3 separate regions of the Zea mays genome follow, and regions 2 and 3 are each linked to region 1. A link is a contact called in public Hi-C data. All regions are on one chromosome and are shown on one strand. Each heading gives the region's core, a stretch centred on a gene start, on an enhancer-like site or on the middle of the called end of the contact. The rest is flanking DNA. Distances are from core to core; before and after follow the strand shown. Region 1 holds the start of LOC100501429. Region 2 holds the start of LOC100276967. Region 3 holds the start of LOC542391 (knotted 1).

The links. A called contact is a pair of places that touch in the nucleus more often than the background predicts.
Region 2: a contact with region 1 is called in a Hi-C map of tassel, with 4 times the contacts expected there. The contact joins the promoter of LOC100276967 here to the promoter of LOC100501429 in region 1. A contact is called at or near these places in 2 of 25 Hi-C or Micro-C datasets (leaf and tassel).
Region 3: a contact with region 1 is called in a Hi-C map of tassel, with 3 times the contacts expected there. The contact joins the promoter of LOC542391 here to the promoter of LOC100501429 in region 1. A contact is called at or near these places in 16 of 25 Hi-C or Micro-C datasets (bundle sheath, ear, endosperm and 4 more) and 1 of 3 datasets of contacts at active chromatin or transcription factors (leaf).

The regions. Positions count from the first base shown.
Region 1 is chr1:278,067,429-278,070,820 of Zm-B73-REFERENCE-NAM-5.0, forward strand. LOC100501429 reads left to right here and starts at 1,673. Exons shown (of 5, transcript XM_008667120.3): 1 at 1,673-1,961; 2 at 2,054-2,150; 3 at 2,345-2,433. The coding sequence starts at 1,815.
Region 2 is chr1:277,813,146-277,816,537 of Zm-B73-REFERENCE-NAM-5.0, forward strand. It overlaps LOC100276967, which reads right to left and starts at 1,755. Exons shown (of 3, transcript NM_001150652.2): 1 at 1,418-1,755; 2 at 1,240-1,286; 3 at 550-1,094. The coding sequence starts at 1,535. The coding sequence ends at 843.
Region 3 is chr1:277,847,174-277,850,565 of Zm-B73-REFERENCE-NAM-5.0, forward strand. LOC542391 (knotted 1) reads right to left here and starts at 1,885. Exons shown (of 5, transcript NM_001279733.2): 1 at 1,263-1,885; 2 at 921-1,043; 3 at 679-823. The coding sequence starts at 1,640.

The sequences.
Region 1 (3,392 bases), core at 423-2,922:
TGACCCAAGTAGAAACCACATGATCAATATATGGGTTTTTTGAGCCACTCGTAACCATGGGCATGACTGGTATATAATTTTCACACTTTATAGCGAGAGTCATGAATTACCTTATGATAGGCTTAAATACTCTCATTATACACTTCCAAGGTGTATGTTAGGTTTAACTATTTAGTTTTTCAGAAATTTATCTAGTAAATTGCTAGCTTATACGAACACCTTTCAAATGCCACAATACCCTTTATTCAAAACATATCACCTCCTAGCTATACACATAAGCTAGATGTTGTACTATTCATCCACTAGAATATTAGACAAGGTCTCTATACTTGACTAAACCCAGAGCTATAATAAGCACTCGGCTTCACTATAAGTCCCAAATTTTGCTTACAGATGAGTCGTTGGAGAGAGGAATTTAGAGCATCATAAGAAAAGACATGCTCTAGTCTCTGATTCTGTGCGTCTAAAAATCACCTTTTACATCTGTGCACTAAACCATTAATCAGGTATAGATCAAGTATAATTAAATTAAGCACTAGCCAAACTACCCTTATGCAATAATAAGCCATATGTATCAAGGAAGAAGGTAGTAAGACTAGGAAATCCTTAATGCATTTGAAATTTAGGACACATGCAACATGAATTATTAATGAATTTATTGTGTATAGGTACAAAGAAATCCCATCCTACACTGGTGAAATTATTGTGTATTGATCAAGCAATTAAAATTACATGAGAAAGAAAATACAGAAGATATGGAGGAAGACAATAATAATGAGCAATAATATTGTATCACTTTTTTATGAACTATGTAATTTTTATTTTTTATGTTTATTTTTTATCGAATTATGTATTTTTTCTTAATTATGTGATTAGATGATTTTTTCTAAATAAAATACCATGTTTCATTTTACATAACAATCTTTAAAATAAAAATTGAGATGACTTTAGGTTAACAATAAAGACTGTACATTTTAATAAATGAAGACCGACGATGATCGATAGTGTGGATGATAGTGACGTTTCAGATGGTAAAACAATAGCCAGGTGTATTGGATCCAGCCTAAGGCCTTGTTCGTTTCCGTCGGATTGCACCCGGAATCGTTCCAGCTAATCAAAATTTATATAAATTAGAGAAGCAATCCGGTCAGGAATCGTTCCGATCCACCAATCCGGCAGAAACGAACAAGGCCTAAGGGTTGTTCGGTTGCTCAGGAATGATGGCTTGGAACTATTCGTGACTGGATTGTTTACCTATTTTATATAAGATTTTATCCGGTGGAATAATTCTAGGTCCAATTCTGGACAACCGAACAGGCCCAAGCCGAGTTCATTTTTTTGGTCTGTCTTGGGTCAGATAGCGATAATATATGAACATATCGTATCACTCGTTACTTTATTTATTACATAGCTATTTTAATGGCGGGGCGGACGGTGAACTGGTGATATTGTTATATGGCTGTCATTTTTCCCCTACAAATCGTAGGTCAAGTGTCCAGAGATGAGAGATCAGTTACCTTCGCGATAGCTAAAGAAAGCAGAATGAATTTCTTCCTTTCGCAATGTATCCATGGCAACAAGTTTGGGCTAGATCTGAGACGAGACATTTGGTTTGGCCCGGTAAGTTAACTTTTCGGCCTAACTCAATCGACACCATTGTCCAAGCTAAAAGGCCCAACTTAATAGGCTGCCACTTGCCAGTAGAACCGTTTGCCTCTCGCCTGCATCCTAGTCCGGCGGCCGCACCCGGGCAGCTCCGGCGGTTCCCCGCCGCCGTCCTCCGTCTATCCCCGACTGCGCTAGAGCTCCGTCTCATGGGGGCGTCCGAATCTCTCCTATCTAGGCAGCAGCTTCAGCAGCCGCGGCCTCAGTGGGCGGATGAGATCACGACGGTGTCCGAGGGCCGGCGCGACGACGCCGACGCCGATCCCCTCGTCCGCCGTATCCGGTCTCTCACCATAGTAAGTCCTGAACTCTCGTCTCCTGATATCTCACTATAGTAAGGCCTGATATTAACGCTTCTGACTGGTGTTACGATGTTGAGGATTTGTAGGCTCCTCCGCTATTGAGCTCCCAATCTGAAGCGGAAGCAGAGAGCAGCCTCACGGATATCCTCGTCGGGAAGCCCTCTAACTCCTCAGCCACCTCTGGTGAGTGGCTGCCAGCCAGGACGCTATTTTGGTTAGTTTGTATGTTACTGTGCAGGCGAGATTTTACATAGTAGTGTTTGGGTATATAATTGACTAATTGGAAGCACGCTGTACTCGAAATAATTTGCATCAAGCATTGTTGCATTTCCATTATTGTTGTTGAAGCTTACAATGTCACGCTAATTTATTTGTAGGAAATCTGAACCCAAATGTCCTAGCTGAGCTTTTCGCCATGTACCGCGAATGGCAAGAAGAGAATGCCAAGAAAATTAGCCGAAAACAGGTAGGTGGGAATTGTTGTAAGAGTTCTCTCTTTCAGTTATTGCTTATTGAGGGGACTCAATCAGGATATGGCATTGTGGTTCGAGTCACTAGTTTAAGCCCTACAGTATGCTATCATATTGTTGTCAATATAAAGCACATCGCTTCATTTGTTTGCAGTTATTCTCTGTTGATATTTGACCTTGACAGCAAGGCGAATAATATAAATAAATCAGAGTCTCAGTTACCAAAGGCCTTTTGTTCTATGTGTTCTGTGCAACTGTGTTGCTTGTTATGTTTGTCATCATATAGACACGATACAAAATAAAAAGACAGACCCAGTACTGGAGCCTCTCATATAAGGCGTCTGGTGATAGGGTAAAGTGGTAAACTGAGGCAACCCTTCCCTCCACAAATGTGGAGAAGCTGCTTAGAAACCTGACCTGGTGACACAGTTCTCCCCGTTGCACTAGGCAGGCCTTCGTCACCATATAAACATGATCTTGTGAATTAATGTGAAACTGGTTTTTAGGCTGTTTCCAACCTGTGACCTGATGACTTAGTGAGACAGCGCTTACCATTGCGCTAGGCCTGCTCTTCACCACCATATAAACATGATCTTGTGAATTAATGTGAAACTGGTTTTTGTAGTAGTAAATATCAACTTGATGGGCAAAAAACAGTTGCTCTTTCAGTCTAGACATTGAATTCTGAGTTTACTTGCATGAATTCTCAAGGAGAAGATTTGATATTCACTTATATGAATAGTTGTCACTTTTTCTGAGTTTCCTTTTACTGCCTGTTTGGATCCCATGAATTGAAACAAATATCTAGAAAGTGCTTCTCATATTATTATTATTAGATTACTTTTGAATTCCTCTCAATTCCAGGGAACCAAACAGGGCATTAGTTTCATTGTTATAACCGATATTGGTCCTAGCATATTCATGTCATTGTTGAACTGCAGTGTTTATATTAGTT
Region 2 (3,392 bases), core at 505-3,004, 250 kb before region 1:
GTTTCTGTCTGGCCACGATATCTGCTGCCACTGGTCCGTGTATCAAATATTCAAATGCTTTCTACGGTAGTACAGGTTCTTCATCAAGAGAAAAAAAAAGGACAGGGCGAGCAATGATGCACGTACCTCCAAGCTCCAAAAGGTGTTTTGTTTGTCCTACTGTTTCAGACCCTTTTCTTTTCTCCTTCCAACAATTCTCCCCACCCTTGCTGTGGCAGCAAGGATACGGCAGGTGATGTAAAAAAACTCCTGGCTCACGGGGGGTTACTACTGCGAATTGGCAGCCTGTTGCTAGTACACGAGTTCAACTCGTCATGCACATCAGTAGTCAACTAACCTTGGACATTTCTGCATGGCCAGCAAAATATCCGTTCAATAATAAGAACTCGAACTCTCTCCACCACCATGTCGTGTAAACGGCAATACAAATTACTGTTTTGCACCGTATATTATTTATAAAGTGTATTTTAAAATAGTGAGTGAGACAGAGAGTAACATATTCGGTTGACCTGAAATACTGTAGAACCTATAGCCACACCCAGATTAATGTCAAAGCAAGCAGTCTAAGCAGCAGGTTTTTCAAGTGATTATCGATCACCAGACAAATTGCCGAAGCCTATGCCTAGCTGCCTACCACTACCAAAAATCCAAAAGCCTAGCTACAGAATAGAGACGAGAACGTTTGCCAAACAATCCTCCTGGCCATGGATCGATCGACCATTCACCAGCAACAGTTCCTCCAAAGAAAAGAAAAAACACGTAAGTACAGTACACCAATGGGCTCATCAGCAGCAGCAGCTGGAGACCTGACGAGGGGATCGCAATCGCAGCATCCGGATCGATCACGGGTCCAGTGCTCGCCGGTCCGCGCAGCGGCACCTCCAGTTGAGAGGCTTGTAGTCGGTGTAGCTCTCCTCGGCGCTGCCGAACAGCCCTCCGCGGCGCCGGGGCTCGCCCCCGCGGCTGTCGGCCCGCGGCGCCACCGGCACCTGCACCGCCTCGCACCGCCCGCACGGCGCGCACTTGCCGTCGCACCGCGGCGGCCTCGACCCGATCAGCGACTCCGCCGTCGCCGCCCCCTCGCCGTCGCCGATCTGCTGCACCCGGCATTTGCCCAACAGCACAAGCAATTGCAATTGGTTGGCGGGGTTGAGAGACAGAGACAGAGACAGAGACAGAGACAGAGACAGAGACAGAGAGAGAGAGAGATGGAGATGGACTCGAGATGACGGCACTGACCTTTGGTGGACGCGGATCCTTGAGCCGGTAATGCGGCGCTCTACTACCTGCAATAATCAAGAAGAAAGCGGCGCACTTGCGTAAACAACGTCTACGAATCGAAGGCATAGAGGTGAGGGGATAGGAGTGGGACTACTAGAGGTTTTTAGGCAGGCGAACGAAAGATGTTTTTTTTTACCGTCGGCAGAGCGCAGGCCGTGAGAGGAGGAGGAAGAAGAAGAGGGTAGCAGGAGAAGAAGAAGCAGCAGCAGCGGCAGGAGGAGGGTTGTGGTGGAGTGGTAGAGCTGGAGTTCCATGAGAGCTCGGCTCGGAGCTTCACTGAACGTCGCCTAGCTAGCTAGCCACTGTCTGAAATGAGGTCGGCAACAGTAGGTAGGGTGCCCGGTTTATATCGATCACAGAGGATGGACGGACAGCAGCGCCACCAACATGGTCACTGTTCACATGGGCAGGGGTTCCTTGTGCCTGTGGTTGTTCAGAATCAATACGAGTAGAGCACGTACTGTACGTACGTACTCCGCGACCACGAGAGAGAGAGTGTCGGTTCAGAGAAGAAAGCGAGGGAGAGAGATAGAGGGGGGGGCAGCCGGGCAGGAGGTGATGTACAGCAGTGTACAACCGTGGATCAGGTCATTGAATGCGCTGAGGCCATAAAGGCCCCCCCCGCCGGCCATTGCTTCGGCAGCAGCCAGCAGCGAGCTCAAAAGCTGAAGTTGAGAGAGAGAGAGTGAGAGAGAAGCCGGCCGGAGCGAAAGCTGAGGTGGTGGACTGGTGGTGCCGCAGACACGAGAGCTGGCATTGCGAAAACGACATGAGCCTTGCACGATCAGGGGAGGGGGGCAGTGGGCACGGATTGCTGTGGTCCTTCGACGGAGCAAGCGCCCGGCCGCCGCTCCATGAGAAAGGAAAAACAACTTTGCGATTCTCGGCACACGATGAGCTGAAGCACTGAAGCAGTGTGGTGGGTCTGAGGGAGGAAGCGAGGCAGGGGAAACCGGAGACGCAAGCGAGGGCGAGGCGGCTTTGCATCGCATCGCATCGCATTGCATGGAAGGAACGATCCTTGCTGCCAGTGCCAGCCAAACGAAGCGGGCCACGGGGGCGTGTCCTGTGCAGATTCTCTCCCCCACCCCTGCCGAAAGCGAGCGCAGAGAGAGGAGAGGTCCAAGGATTTCAATGGACAGCTGAATGGCGCTAGTAGTAGAGTAGGAGCAGAGTAGTAGTGTAGTGTAGTCCTTCACACCTGCCGGCTGCAAAAACATGTTTTTCACAAAGTTTTTTCTTTCTTTCGATACTTGTAAAAAGACATGTTTTTTCTTCTTCTTCGGTTTTACTACTACGCTTTTGGATCCTCCGTCCTAGTCCTAGCTAGCAATAATATCGTTGGGGGGGGGGGGGGGGGGGGGGGGGAAAGGAGGTTCTGGTCAAGCTGTGAAACCTGCTACATACACGGCACTAGAGCAGCAGCGTCATATGATATTTCACTCGACAGGAAGTCAATAGTCGTAATTCCCGCGATGCATGGGTTCTCTGCACGACAGACAGCCGATGGCATTCCAAAGCACTAGTCCTTTATTGAGGGCTCCTTTGAAATACCTGAATTTTATAGAAATGATATAAGAATTTTTAGAAATTAGTTTAAAAACATAGAAAAATGTAGGATTTAGATTTTTTTTATTTGTTCCAAAGAGGGCCTGAGTCGCAAAAAAACTAGAGTGTAGTATCCACCCAAAATATATTTGGTGCGAAAAGCTTGCCAAGCTAGTTCATGGACGACTTCATCGCATCTTGATCCATTCATTGGGTGTGTGTGTAGCACTCGTCCGAGATTGTCGCTGCCGCTGTCCAAACAAAACAATCTGATCGAAGAATAAACATGCTGCAGCCTAAATGTAATATGTTGCACAAGTAACAAGCCCTCCTATACTGCTTATGCTTAACCGCTTAGGCCATTTAGGTCCGGTTTAGAAGCTTAGTATTTTTACGACTTTAAAACAACACCAGGTATTTGGTCATATGGAAACCATTTAGGCCCTATTTGAAAGTGTAGTATTTTTTGTAGTTTTGAAAAAAATACTATGATATTTGATGATACTATAACTTTGGAACTCAAAATGTGTTTGGTTTGTACAGACAAAACACAGTTCTTAAAT
Region 3 (3,392 bases), core at 635-3,134, 220 kb before region 1:
GGACGATGAACAACGCATCCATGGCAACAGCAGCCAAATTAGTACTCCCACTAGTAAAAAAGACAGGTGTTTTCATTCATCCTCGTCGCTAAGCAGTTTAACAGCAGAATATATGCAAGGAATGTGCAGGATGGAGTGTATGGAAAGAACCAGAGAGCTTTCAGCCATGCTAGATTGAAGCTGCGCTCCTGCACATGTGTGACTGAGGACTATTTCCTTTCCAGCAGAAGCAAAGATCGACGGAAGCCAGAGAGAAGAATCTCACAGATGCATGGCCAGGAAAAGCAAGCAGGGAGAAGATTCTCTTTCGAAACCCCTGATTAGGAATGCTGCCGCGCATTAAAAAACATGAAGCGCAGACAAGACATTCATCTGCGTTCCGCAGCTATCTATACTCAAAATATGCATGCATAGCAAGATGCTCTTAAAAAGGGAACTACACAGATGCCAAAATTAATTGCTGAGAAACCACATCAAGGAAAAATTTAACCCTTTTGAAATGCAAAAAAAAAAACCCATCAACATATGCTCAACCAAGAAAGAGGACAGCAAGACGAAGGAGAGGACAGGAAGATTTTAACAAGAGGGAGGGCATGCATCGCTGCATGAGGCGACAACCGATCCAAGAAATCATCTAATATAAAATAAGAGGGGCATGGGCCGCAGCAACTTCAGTACCAGATGAAAGGATGTTGCGCAGCGACCTTCCGGAGATGGAAAGCGAGTTCAGCTGCGACTCCACCCTTCGCATGAACTCCATCGCCTCCTGCAGCGGCCTCGTCAGCTCCTCCCTGAACTTCACCAGCATCTCGTGGTACGCCTCCTACCATATATACACGCAAATTAAATCCGAGCCCGAGCTGAAAACGACTAATAATGGTGCGCTGCGCGCGCGTGAAATAAACCTAAAGATGCCTCACCATGAACTGGTCCAGCTCCGGCTCCGTCGCAGCGGCCAGGCCGCCGAGCGCCGTGCGCTGCCGCGCCTCCACCTCCTGCGCTATCTCCGTCAGCCTCGCCGACACCTCCGGTGGTGCCCCCACCTGCAAACACCCACGGCCGTTTGAGAAAGTTCCGAACACCAGATGCACATGTCTACATGAGCAGCATGCATAAACTATAGTATGCTATGTAAAAGCAAGCAGAAAGTATGTGCATGCGCCATGCTCTTGACATCAGATGTGGCCAAACTTCGCTAGCAGCAGTAGCTGAACCGGAAGCAGGAGAGCTATTGTTAGACTGCGGCTACTAGTCTTGCTTGCCTTGTTGCACTCGAGGTAGGCAGTGAGGAGCGAGTAGTAGTGTGGGTGCGAGATGATCTTGGCCTTGATGGCCTCGACGTCGCCTGCGTAGGGAGACGACGACGAGGGCTCCTTCGCCTTGACGCATGCGTCGAGGAGGCCGCCACCGTTGGCAAGCTGCAGCACCGGGTTGCCGCTACCGCCGCTGTTCCCAGTGGCCGCCACCGTGTTCAGGGTCAGCGGCAGGCCTGCGCTTGGCGGTTGCGGCGGCAGCGGCGCTACGACGGCGCTGAGGGAGGATGCCCACGGGTGGTGGTGGTGGTGATGATGGTGGTGCTGGCCGTGGCCATGGCCGTGGCTGCTTGCGCCAACTCCAAAGTGTTGGGTGATCTCCTCCATGGGAGTGGGCGGACCTCCAGTGAAGTAGTGGTGCAGCGATCGAGCTCTCCGCCCACTGTCCCCGTGAGCTCCTCCTGCGCAAGCGCAAAAGGGGCGCCTGGAGATGAGATGAAGTTCTTGGGGCGAGGGAAAGAGGAAAAGGGTTTGGGGAAGGAGAGGGAAAGGAGAAGGATGCCTCGGAGTATGCCTTCTCTCCCTATGCTATCATTAGAGAGAAGGGAGGGCGCGCGGCACAGTAGGGAAAAGGCTGGAGGCCAATGCAGCTGCCTTTGGAGAGAGACAGTGCACTAGTGTGGAGTGGTGTTTGTGGGGGCTTCTTTTTTTTAGGTCAAATCAAAAGGCTTGAGGTGGATTTGCGGCCAGTTTCTGTTTTCAACTCACTCTAAATATTATAAAAATTATCAGTTTATCTGAAATCAAACAAATTTAAGTTTTATTAAATCAAAAGATTTGAGCTAGCTTTGAACTTTGGAGAGAGCCATATAAGCATGCTATAGTTAGCACATACAAGTTATGTAGAAAGTGCTTAGTAGCCTGTCTTGGTCCTGAATGGACAATGGGCTCATGCGCTCACATCCTGGACATCTCAACTCATAAATGTATGTCAGTATAACTAAGTTAACATGATGCTTATGCCTTGCATGACATGTGATATGGATGAATAAATGTGTTGCACGTGGTATAAATTATATGTATTTAGGCTTGTTGAGCCCACTTTTGGGCAGGGGACGCTAGGCCGGATGATCCGCGGTGATGGCATGGATGGTCCGCTTGTGTGTAGAATCGGTTAGGATTTCGATTTTCTTGTGGGATTTGTTAGCTAAATCTACGAGATTAACTCGGTAAACGACATGTAACGGGTTCAGATCTCTCATTTATATATATAAAGGGCTACGGCCGATTGAACCCCCACATTCGATCAGATCAAATTTACTTATCGTTTTTACATTTTGTATTAGGAGTAGCTCTAGTTTAGCCTTCCTCTACCTTAAATCTTCGCATTTCTTCGGTTCTACATCGATTAGAAGCGTCTTGGGTGGCCTGCTGACACCAAGACACACCCTAGGATCTCTCCTCCCCGACGGGATCCCTCCCGAGAGGCAAGATCTAGGTCTGCTGTGAAAAATAAGACCCTCTGCGCCATCGTGAACCGTTCGGGCCCCAGGCGCGACCATCCAGACGTGCGCAGAGTAGAGATGACAATGGGGACTCGATCCCCAATTCCCCGCGGAAAATTCCCCTATTAGGGGATGGGTATGAGACTAATTTAGTCCCCGCGGGGATTTAAATGGAGAAAATTTAATCCCCGTAGTTCACGAGGACCGTCCACGTTCCCCATGTACCCGCCCCACGAAACATTTTTTTATCCAAGTTAGTCATTTTACTTGTTAAAATTATAGTAAAAACTCAGTGCATCACTACAAGAATCCAATTAATTCCCGCCGACTCAGAACCGACGGGAATAAGCACTAAACCGATAGGGATTACTAATTCTCGTCGGTATATGGTTAATTCCCGTCGACCCTAAGCCGACGGGCATCAGATGTTGGGGATATGCTTATTCTCGTCGGGCACTGACGGGAATTAGTAATTCCTGTCGGCTACGGCTGGCCGACGGGGATTACCAATTAATGCACATCGGCCGAGTAACTCCCGTCGGCTACCGCTGGCCGACGGGGATTACAAATTAATGCATGTCGGCCCTGTCTGGCCGACGGGAGTTACTGGGCCGACGTGCATTAATTGTTAATT